Regions from separate parts of the Mus musculus genome. Here regions 2, 3 and 4 are each linked to region 1. A link is a contact called in public HiChIP or PLAC-seq and Micro-C data. All regions are on one chromosome and are shown on one strand. Each heading gives the region's core, a stretch centred on a gene start, on an enhancer-like site or on the middle of the called end of the contact. The rest is flanking DNA. Distances are from core to core; before and after follow the strand shown.

Region 1 (2,700 bases), core at 14-2,513:
GAGATTGCAGCTGAAGGCGATCTGATTCTCAGGGTGCTTAAGGAGGGGGCTCCAAGAAGAGGAGAAAAAAATAGAAGGTCCCAAGATTTGGGGGGTGGGGTGCTTTAATTTTACATCAGAGGACTGCAGAGTAGAACAAACAAACAAACAAACAAAACCCGTAAGTGGGCCGAGTGGCATTTGGAGAAAATTGAAGACTGTATTTGGAGACGCCTAAAGTTGCCTGTCAAGCTCTGGCCTCTTGGGCACGCGATGGTCTGTGGCCGCCTGACCCAAGGCTGCCTGGGCCTCCAGGCCACCAGCCAGGAAATGATGCAAATGAATTTTCACCTGGTGAAATGAATTGTCACTTGGATCCCTGAAGCCCAGACAGGAATCCGTCTGGACTGGAGGAGGAGCGAGACGAGACGCCCCAGGTGTTATTGGACCCATCAAATTCAGGCAGAAAGTGGGTAAGTCAATCAGGCCAGCAGCTTCCACGCCTGTCCTCAAGCGCCTTTAAATAAAACAAAAACCAAAAAACCCAAAAAACAAAACAAGCGTCAGGACGCTTAGGAATTCCCACCAGAGTTCAATTTGCTCGCACCATCTCTGTGACCAGGTATCTGTCCTAATCTGTTCAGGTCTCCTGGCTGAGAATGTGACTGTGTTCCAAAGAGGAAACTTTCCCAGCTGGATATGAACCCTGGGGACTCTGTCCCTGTGAAGACCGACTTCTCCTGCCCCCCACCCCCCTTTTTTTAGTTTTTAGTTGCAAGTAGAGTTGGCATCCGCTTTAATTTTTCCCCCTCAGTCCATTCGGCCATTGCCCCGGAGCACACGCGCACGCGTCTCGCACACACACACACACACACACACACACACACACACACACACACACACACACCACGCAAACGCGTGCCATTGCCCCGGAGCACACGCGCACGCGTCTCGCACACACACACACACACACACACACACACACACACACACACACACACACACACACACACACACACACACACACACACACACACACACACCACGCAAACGCGTGGCCGCCGCCAGGTCTGCAACTTTGTGGGGCGATCGCGGAGGCGCTCCGCTTCCTCCCGTAGAAGTTGGCGCAGGCCCCGCCTCCCGCTGTGTTGTCAAACGGGCCGGGGTCTCCGATTGGTCCAGCCTCCGGGACAACACCTGCTCGACTCCTTCATTCAAGTGACACCAGAGCTTCCAGGGATATTTGAGGCACCATCCCTGCTATCGCCGGGCACTCGCGGCGCGGCTAACGGCCTGGTCACATGCTCTCCAGAGAGCTACGGGAGGGCGCTGGGTAACCTCTATCCGAGCCGCGGCGAGGAGGAGGGAAGGGGCCAGCGAGGAGGAAGAGTGGGAGGAGGGGGAAGCGGCGGAGGAGGAAGAGGAGGAGGAGGGGCGCACAAAGAATCCAGGTCTCCAGGCGGGAGGGTGATACCCAGAACCATGTGTGCGGAGCGGCTGGGCCAGTTTGTGACCCTGGCTTTGGTGTTTGCCACCTTGGACCCGGCGCAGGGGACGGACTCCACGAACCCTCCGGAAGGTCCCCAAGACAGGAGCTCGCAGCAGAAAGGCCGTCTGTCCCTGCAGAACACAGGTAAACGCGTGCGCCCTGCAGCCCAGAGCTGCCGGGGGAGAACAGGGTGCATGCTCGCGGCGCGCCGGGTGCCTTTAGCCCCAAGCCGGCGACCCGAGCTCACCCCGGGCGGCACAAACTCTCCGTGGCTCGGGACGTGCAGAGGGAAGAGCGAGGCGAAGCGAGGTCTGGCTCGGGCTGCGAGAGCCGGGGATCGGCACGTGCTAGCAGGGTGATGAAATGGCTGAGGCAAGACTTGTTGCTAGCCTTCCCCGGGGCTGAGGGGAACCGAGGCTGTGCCTGACGCTGCTGCCAGCTCCAGCCAGAGTCCCGGGCCCGGAGCAGGGCGCACTTCGTCACGCCTGGCCCGTGCGAAGTACCAAGGGACCCCAGAGCTGGGCTCGCCCTGCACCCAGAACTTCGTTTCCAAGCCGGCCAGCCTGGCATGTACTGTCTCCGTTTTCTCCAAAGATGCCGGACAGCCCAGAACTTTGCTGGCCAGTTAGGAACTTTTCCTTTGGGGGAGGGGGTTCGCAAAGCGTACCTCTGCTGCTGCAGCCATGCTCCTAGCCAAGTCAGCACGGGAAGAACTGTTGACACGATCCGAATCGTGCGCGGCCCTGCTCACCAGCAAGCTGCAGTGCAAAAGCCTGACGTGTGGCACACGGGGCTGGCCTTCTTCCCAGCTCCCGGGAGAGAAAGAAACGTGTCTGCCGCTCGTCTCCTTACGCCCCCACCCCCGCAATTCCTCGGGGGCCGTGTGAAAGCGGCGGCCGTGGCGTGCGTGCGCTCCTTGCCTGAGCCGGAATGCACAAGTGCTGGTCAGGGTTCTCCAAGTGAGTGATCGCTGCCCTGCTCGCGACCACGCGTGGAGTCAGTTCAGCCTCTCACCCCCGCTTGTCTAGGCGCACAATCAAGGGTTCCTCGTCCGCCCTGCCTCCTCTCGGGTTTAGGCACCCCTTCACAAGCACAAGCTCGTTCTCATGCTAGATTTCATCTCATACAGATTTTTCGACTCGAGCCCCGCCCTTCTTCCAGAATACACTTTCCTCATTGTAATTTTGCGGTTGGTTTAAATCGTAGAACTGAGCGAACCGAGAGAGGCGTGA
Region 2 (2,774 bases), core at 165-2,664, 450 kb before region 1:
GTACATGAGTGTGTGTGTGTGTGTGTGTGTGTGTGTGTGTGTGTGTGTGTGTGTTTTGAAGACTCTCAAGTGCAAAGTCGTAAGTGGTTAGAAAGCTCAGATCTAGACAGCAGGATGGTAGCAGGCCAGAAACAACTGTCTAACCGCTGGCTGCTTTCTCTGACTTCTCGGGGGGCTGAGCATGGGGCTCACTGGTGCGTGTATGCTTAAGAAGTATGAGGTCTCCAGAACCCCAAAGAGGGTAAATAGATACTGCAATTGGAGGGCTGTGGCTATATTTAAACAGAAGGTGGAGGCAATATTCTGAGCTACCTCCGAGGTGGAAATACATTGGTTCCCTCCCATACCCTCCAACTCTAGACCCAGCATCTCTACCAAGAGAGGAAGTTTATCTCCCAAGCCAAAAGACCAAATATAAGCACTGTTTTTGCCTGACTTGCTTGTAAAAAAAATCTCAACTTCTGACCCAGACATCTCCTGGCTGTGTGTCCTTGGGCCCTCTCTGAGCTTGGACTACCATTCCCACTCTCCCAAAACTGAAACCAGGGTAGAATTGGGAATCTTTTTGAAGACTGTGAAGTGATAGATGGGTGTAAGGTTTTAAGCAGAAAAATATTATTTACTTGTTAAGCAGATTAAGACAGAGAACTCCAAATTGATAACAGGTATGTCTCTATTACTCTTCAAAGGACAGAGAGAAATCACCAGCAGACACCATGGGGACCTGGAAGCCCCTGGTTGTTCATAGCTTCACTACTGTTTAGTAGGCATAGGTCAGGTGGGGTCGGAAAGTCTCCTCTGAAATGTGCAGTCAGTTGTGTTCCAGGCAAACTCAACAATCATTAGCCATGTACTCTTGTTTATTCTGCCCCAGCCTGGAATTTGGCCTCTTACAAAACCCCAGCTTCAGGAGAACAGGTTGGGCCAAAGTGTGTCAAGGTGGCCTCCCAGGAAGATGCCGTGTGTTTGCTCAGCAGATGCCAAGTCACGCCCAGCACAGTGAGCCAGATGACCTCTGTAGACACCTATCTGAGAGCTGGGACCGACCCCCGGGACACTCCTTTCAAATCTGGGTGGCTCCACAGCTGTGTTGGATGGCAGGATGCCATGGTAACCACAGCGGTTTTTTGGCTTAGTCATCTGTCATTGGAACATCTCACGCAAACTGAGCAAAATGTGAAAATTGTGAAACTATGAGAATGGAGCAGCCACGTGCCATATTCACCTGCTATGCAGGGCTTCACCCTCTGCCCTCGGGAGATCAGGGGTGGAACACCCAGGCCAGGGATTCAACATAGATTTTGAGGGACACATGTACTGCTTGAGGCATATCTGTGTTCACGAATGGAAAATGCTCAAAACCGTCTCCCTGGCTACCCACAGTCACGTGCCCTGCTCTGATTTTTCCAGGGCAGGGAGTGCGACCTCGCTGCTGAGTTAGCCTGGCTCTTGAGCCGGGCTGATAGAAACTCCCCCAATCCCCACTTGTTTCTGTGTTTAGGGTTTGGCAAACTGGTGTTTTCACTCTCAGGGGCTAGCTCCATTTGTCTGGCCACTTTTCTGACTACAGTGCTGGGTACTGCACCTTTACAACAAGGCTGTGAGGGCTGAGCACTCAGAGGCAGAGGCTGGGGGATCCCTGAGTTCAAGGCTACCCAGGGCTACGCAGTAAGTATCTCAAAAACTCAAATAATAGTAATAATTTTTTTAAAAACTAGAATAAAGTTCTTGGGTTTTAGCAAATGTGGGAGGTGAGAATATTCATATGCTACCCTGGGGGAAATAGCTGAGCCTATTTCCAGTTGGGGTAACAAAACAGGTGTCCGGTTTTCCATCTCTCTTTCAAACTTTCCTACCTTAAGGAAAGGGCATTCAGAAGCCTCATCAAGGCAATTTTGTTGGAAAATTTGGTCTCATTTTCTGAAGCTAAAGCTAGATAATGCTTTGTTCAGCAATACCGTGTTTAGCTGTCCTCATGGGATGGGTGGAAAACAAGGGGGCTTTCTGGACCTGTTTACCTGTAGCATAAAGCCTTAGTATGCTTTGTGCTAGAACCTCCAAGTAGTTGAATTTCAGTTGGGGATTTTGTTGTAATTCTCTTTGCTTTTCCTCCTCCCCACCTTTTACCAAGTATAATCTGCTCTATGACTCTCCCTAGCCGTATCCCAGATTAATTGGGTCAGATGCTGGGGTGAGGCCAGCAGTGTGTGACGAGCCTTGGTGGAGAGAAAGAAGACTGTGGCCTTCAGGCACAAAGGCAGGAATATTGCAACCCCCATTCCGTACAAGCAGCAGCCCCCACTAATGACAATGGGTTCCACGAAAGCCACACTCTGGAAGAGGTACCCAAGTGGGGCTAGCCACAGAGCTGGAAGACTGTCTCAAAACCACACAAGGCCGTATGATTCTAGAATGCAAGTGGTAGCTGTTCGCCCATGTAGTTCGCCCATGTTCGTCCTTGCAGTTCCAACTCATCTTCAGCTCTACTGAAAGCTGACAGCTCAGTCTTGAAAACCCAAAGCTCTGCTCCTGCTATCAGGAGGATTCCTGCATCCATTTATTGTATCCTCCATTCCAGACTGGACTCCTAAACCATGCCACGCCCTATCTGGGCACCAGGGCTAACAAGGTAACTAAGAAATGATTGTCACTTGCAGGAAGCTCATGCAATAGTCACCTTGGGCCTCAGGGAGAGATGCAGTGAGACAGGGTCAGTCTAGATTAGGTGAGCAGAGACCCTTGGAATCCTTGGGAAACAGGTGGGCGGGAACTGC
Region 3 (2,707 bases), core at 152-2,651, 480 kb after region 1:
TATAGTGAGACTTTTTCTCAAAATGAATTAATATACATCTGATTACAGTTGCGGAAGGATGTTGAGGTAACTGGAAGCAAGAACGAGGAACTCCTAACAAATTGCTTAGTGTCAACTCTTAGTAAAATATGGATGTGGCCTTTAATCTCAGTGTTCATGAGGCAGAAGGAGGCAGATTTCTGAGTTGGAGGCCAGCCTGATCTACACAGTAAGCTCCAGGCCAGCTAAGGCTACATAGTGACACTCTGTTGCAAAACAAATAAACAAAAAAATATGTGAAAAGCTGGATGTGGTAGCCTGTAATCTCAGTCTCTCAAGAGCATAAAGGCAGTATCACCTACTTGAAAGCCAGCCTGAGGGAAGGAGGGAGGGGGTCATGAGTAGGTGTAGGGAGGGACAGGGGGAAGAGAAGGCGGGAGGGGGGAGGGGCGATGGGTCTCTAATACTGTGCTGTTTGTTTGTTTGTTTTATTCCCATTCTAAAAGTTGACGGACTGAGGGAGCTGAAGGGCAAGACCAACAGAATCAACTAACCCGGATCCCTAGGAGCTCACAGAGATTATTAATTTTTGAAGCAAACGTTAGGACACTTACAAGTTAACTCATGACCTTGATTATTTCATTGTATTCCAACCCCAAATAAATGCCGAATTTCTTCATGGAAGGCTTTTTTTTTTTTTTTTTTTTTTTTTCCACAGCCCTCACACAAAACTAAGTTCTGTCCCATTCCCACTAATTTGAATGGATCTAGAAAAGCACGGGGAGGCTAAATAACTTGCCCAAGGTCAGTGAGATATTTCAAACCTCCCATTGTTTCTAATCACCTGAACTATCTATCCATTGAGGCTAATAGCTGATGGGGTGGGAAAGATCTGGGTCTCTGGTGGAGGGATAAGGAGTCTGTGGAGCACTGCGTACTATCGTACTATTGACTAAAGGAGTAGGAGATTGCAGGTTTATCCCCAACTGTGATTGGTAACGGGTAGGGGGCTCCCTAGAACTGGAGGAAACACAGGCCTAGGCTAGTCCAGGGATGCTTGGACTCCGCCTGGATGCAGGCAGTGGGTTGTGGTCTGTGTAGAGCTTACAGCAAGGCTGCACAGGAACACAGGTGCGCAACCTACCAGGCCAGGCCAAGCTTAGCCTTCTCCCCGCTCCCGCTCGCCTCACAACCCTGGTGTGATCCTCCCGGTCTGGGCTTGCGGCCTCTCACCTACCAGCTGGCCTCAGCGCCGCCCTTCCTCCTCCGTGTCGCAGTAGTGACCCTATCTGTGCCCGGTGGCCTGGAAGCTGCCGGGCTAGAGTCATCATCGCCATCGCTGCCGCCTCCGCGCATCCCGGGAGCCTAGGCGAGCCGGGCGCGCGGCGCAGTCACCGAACCCGGGGCGCGGCCCCTCCCTCTGACCGTGGCCGCCCCGCCTGCTCGGCACCCTCCCTGCCTGCCCGCCTCAGCCTAGTGGGAGTGCGCTCCGATATGCCAGGGCTGCCTGTGAATTGGCCACTGACCGCTGATACACAGCAAGGAAAAAATGAAAACCAGAGATGCCAGGCAGGAGGAGACAGCTGAGAGTGCCTGCGGAGAGCCTTCAAGCTGATCTCCTTGGCTTTCTAACTAGGCTGTCAGTTCCAGTTTAATAATTAAAGTCATTATGACAAATTGAATCGAACCAATTTCAACACACATATGTGTCTTAGGTCATAGTAAGTACGTGGTTGATGCAAAGTTAAAAAAACAAACAAACAGGTACTATTAAATACCGTGTTGGGTGTAAAAATCTTGAGAAGCAATAGTGTAATTCAGCTAGTCCTGTTTAAAACACCAGCATAAACCATTAGAGCGTTGCTTCTCATCTCCCAAAGTCAATATGTCTAAAACAACAAACCCACTTTAGCTTATATAAGAAACATTCCTAAGTATGTTGTTATGGGCAAACATACCCTGTTAACTCCTTCAGGATTTTAACCTGGTTAATTATGATCTTCTACTTTTCTAATCTCATCCAATACTTAAGAAATAGAGAATGCTATTCAAATGTCCCCCCCCTTTTTTTTTTTGGTTAGAAATCAAAGACTTTGATTCCATCCAGGTGAAATATTTCGTGGCACCATTGCCACTACAACCCCTTTCCGTTTTCTGTTAAGTTTCCTTTATACTTAATGTAATTAAGTATAAAATATAATAATACTAATACAATTCTATTAATTTTCCCATTTTTTACTAAGAAACATGTTGAAGGGATTTGTGAAATCCGAACTATGTTTAGGAAAAAAAATGCTCAAGAAAAACCCCCAACTAATTTTCACATAAATCATGTTCTACTCCCCAGACACTTGGCAATATACTGGTTCTAAGATGTTGTTGGTAAAGGTAACACTGGGCCCTAGAAACATTTGAAGAAAAAAAACACGAATTAGCAGTTAAGAGTGGGAATTCTGACCCAAATTATATGTCTCTCCAAATACATTAAATACTGCCTGTATAATTTCCATTTGGACATAAACGATAACAAAATGTTCAGGCTGAACTACTAGTAGCCATCAGTAGTACATACACCTGAGAGAAACCAACCTCATACTGAGAAAGACAAAGGCTCCACCAATGTTTGTGGGGTTATAAGGCAACACAAAATAATAACATGCACAAAATATGGCAGCAAGGATACTGGATAAAAACAGTGGCATACCAATAATGCAAAAGGCAAAGTCTG
Region 4 (2,722 bases), core at 58-2,557, 380 kb after region 1:
TGTTCTTTTTGGGGGGAGGGAGTGTATATATATCACTTAATTTTCAATTTTTGAGAAATTCAAATACATAAAATATTATAATCTTAAGAATACAAAGAACACAACCCAAAGGAAGACTAAGAAAATATGTTTCCCAATAGTCAACAGTGGTTCTACATATTTTCCCACTAGTGTTTTTATCTAAAATTTAAGGTGTCCTGCCATAGTTCTGCAAGAATAGAACTGTCTGATGGGGAGGCAATGAAAATACTTAAGAGTTAAGAAGGAAATCCAGGAAAAACAATACATTTTAAACTAAATATAAGAATTCTCCTCAACCATCCAAATTAAGTGTTCAGTAAAGAATATTCATTATCCTCAAAGTTTCTTATTAAACAAAACAGCAGCCATTCACCTGAGAAAAGAAAAGGATTCTATAAGCAGCACTGTAAAAGCCACTGGTGAAGTAATGTAATGGGAGAGTGCACCTGCTCGTCTCTGAGCCTCCGAGATTAAGACTGAACAAACTGTTCTTTGAAGTTTAAATAAGTGGTAGGTTTCAAAAGTGAGAAAAATGGCTGAGGTGCCTACTTAACATCATAATAGGCACTGACTGCCAAGTTCTTCCTGCATCCTTCGGTCCTGATCTATTTCAGGACCCTCCTGCTGGCATACCCCAACCCCTACTCTAAACTTTTCCATCCCTAGGGCTGGGCTGACCTTCTAGCAGCAGCCCTTTCCTATATAATCCAACCAAATCCCTTTTGAGCCTCCAGGCTGCTGCACCTAGTCCCTCTCTCTCATCTTTCTTTCCCTCCCTCTTCTCACATGGCACAGCTCAGTTTGGTCCTGCCCACTGTGAACTGTTCCAGATGTCTCTTACTGTATAAAAACCTCTCTCCTTCATCATGCTTAAACAGTCCCGTTCTTCCCCCCCTCCCCCCAATCTGATAAGCAACTTCCATTAGAATCCAGTTGCTTTTTCACACACATAAAACTACTGTTTTGCTTCTATTTAAAAGCAAAGGACACAGGACTTGGTCATACAGATATTATACTTCCGGGATCTGCCACTCTGGCTGCTGTTTGATGTGGGCAGCTAGCCAATTTTCAAAGCACAACAAAATGACTACGTGCTAATTGTGGTGCCCTATAAGACAGGAGTCCTGCCTTTTCTCCTCTTTCAATTCTCACTAGAAAAAAAGGTGGGAGGGGTGCTGCTCCAACTCGAGAGTCGTAAAACTCTAAAGAATTGTGGGTAATGTAGTCCCCTGCCTCCCATTCCCTACCCCCACCCCTCCCGCACCATAGAAGCTCTGAAAACCCAGTGTGCTTTGCGCCGCACATCAGGCGAAGCCAGAGCGCCTGGCACTGCCCCAGCAGCCGGTTACTCCCCTCGGTAGCAGTCTCGTTCTGAAGTCCGAGTGCCGGTCAGGGTCCAGAAAGATGTGGGTGTTTGGTTATGGGTCCCTCATCTGGAAGGTGGACTTCCCCTACCAGGACAAGCTGGTTGGTTACATCACAAACTACAGTCGGCGCTTCTGGCAAGGTAGCACGGACCACCGCGGGGTCCCAGGCAAGGTAAGGAGCCAGCGCCTCATGCCCACCTACCCAGCAGAGCACTGGAACAGGATAAAGCTCTCAACTTCATTGGCCACCTGCCCTTGCCTCTCTCAAGAAGTGGATATCCTTAGGCCGCTTCAGAAGCCAGTAATTAGTTTCTAAAGCAGAAAGCACGGGCACAGGGAGCTCGCCCAAGGCTGAAGTGGCCAGGACAGCACCCTTATCTTGGCAACCTCTGCCACCCCACAAAATAATAAAGTTGAATTTTCATGTCACCACATGGTCAGTGTGTAAATTCGTTGATATGTCTATATTATGCCAGGTTTTTACTGGTCTGAATTTATATGTGCCTGTAAATTTCCAATTTATGTTTCCAATGTTTTAGTTTTAAAATGCCTAAGATCATGAAAGAACTAGTTTCCAGTCATTCCAATTTTTATGCCCATGGTGATTTTTTGATTGAGAGGTATAAGCAAAGTTATGTGAGGTTTGCAGTTCGTTCTGAGTAATGAATTGAAAATCTCCATTATTTGAATGTTCCTTCTCCATAGTTCTCTTGAATTATTAATGTAAATACAAATCATTGGATCTGTTTTTCAGTTCGGTCATATAAAGCATTCAGCTCTCCAGGGGTTCAGAGTGTTAGAAGCAGCTCACTATTTGCCTTGGCTACAAAAAAAAAAAAAAAAAAAAAAAAAAAATCTGTGGAAAAAAAAAGTTAAACAAGTATGAACTAGTAACTTGTTTGGTTAATATCTAACCTTTGGTTTTGAATGTTCCTGTGTTCTCCAACATACTCTTAAAATTAGCCTAGTCTGCTGGTACAAAATTGTAATCCAAAAGAATATCACAAGTTCAATACTGGCCTGGACCTCAAGCTCAGAAACAAGTCTGGGAATATAGCTTAGTAGTAGAGTTCTTACCTAGTGCATGCAAGGCCCTGCCCGAGTTCAATTCCCAGCACCATTTTTAAAAAATACTCTAAAGCATAATATTCTGAAATACTGGAAACCAAGTATCAGAAGAGATTTTAGGAAAGGGAAAGATCACAGTGTGTACCTGCTCAAAAGATACAGGCTTTAAATCAGGAAGAGCATCTGAGGTAGAACCATTCTAACTACAGTTTGTCAATTTAGAATTAAGGTAGACTTTCCTGGCCTGGTGGAACCCAAACAGAGGC

Evidence for each region. Hi-C and Micro-C count contacts between places; a contact is called where the count stands out from the background. HiChIP or PLAC-seq counts read pairs in DNA pulled down with a chosen protein or histone mark.
Region 2: a Micro-C map of embryonic stem cells shows a contact between it and region 1, with 1.7 times the contacts expected there. The contact joins the promoter of D630024D03Rik here to the promoter of Stc2 in region 1. A contact is called at or near these places in 3 of 39 promoter capture datasets (embryonic stem cells and stem cell-derived epiblast-like cells) and 1 of 484 Hi-C or Micro-C datasets (embryonic stem cells).
Region 3: a Micro-C map of embryonic stem cells shows a contact between it and region 1, with 5 times the contacts expected there. The contact joins the promoter of Gpr75 here to the promoter of Stc2 in region 1. A contact is called at or near these places in 6 of 39 promoter capture datasets (embryonic stem cells, stem cell-derived epiblast-like cells and trophoblast stem cells), 11 of 484 Hi-C or Micro-C datasets (embryonic stem cells and neural progenitor cells), 6 of 115 datasets of contacts at active chromatin or transcription factors (embryonic stem cells and stem cell-derived neural progenitor cells) and 1 of 9 other capture datasets (embryonic stem cells).
Region 4: an HNF4G HiChIP or PLAC-seq map of pancreatic cancer cells shows a contact between it and region 1. The contact joins the promoter of Chac2 here to the promoter of Stc2 in region 1. A contact is called at or near these places in 4 of 39 promoter capture datasets (the SN4741 cell line, embryonic stem cells and neural stem cells), 7 of 484 Hi-C or Micro-C datasets (the AML12 cell line, cardiomyocytes, cerebral cortex and 3 more), 8 of 115 datasets of contacts at active chromatin or transcription factors (astrocytes, embryonic stem cells, pancreatic cancer cells and 1 more) and 1 of 9 other capture datasets (embryonic stem cells).

What each region holds. Positions count from the first base shown.
Region 1 is chr11:31,368,624-31,371,323 of GRCm38.p6, reverse strand. It overlaps Stc2 (stanniocalcin 2), which reads left to right and starts at 1,263. Exons shown (of 4, transcript NM_011491.3): 1 at 1,263-1,612. The coding sequence starts at 1,462.
Region 2 is chr11:31,823,187-31,825,960 of GRCm38.p6, reverse strand. D630024D03Rik (RIKEN cDNA D630024D03 gene) reads left to right here and starts at 1,414. Exons shown (of 4, transcript NR_102314.1): 1 at 1,414-1,668.
Region 3 is chr11:30,884,052-30,886,758 of GRCm38.p6, reverse strand. It overlaps Gpr75 (G protein-coupled receptor 75), which reads right to left and starts at 1,401. Exons shown (of 2, transcript NM_175490.4): 1 at 1,217-1,401. It also overlaps a transcript of Erlec1 not described here.
Region 4 is chr11:30,984,950-30,987,671 of GRCm38.p6, reverse strand. Chac2 (ChaC, cation transport regulator 2) reads left to right here and starts at 1,307. Exons shown (of 3, transcript NM_026527.3): 1 at 1,307-1,560. The coding sequence starts at 1,426. All of the region lies in intron 1 of Asb3 (ankyrin repeat and SOCS box-containing 3), which reads right to left.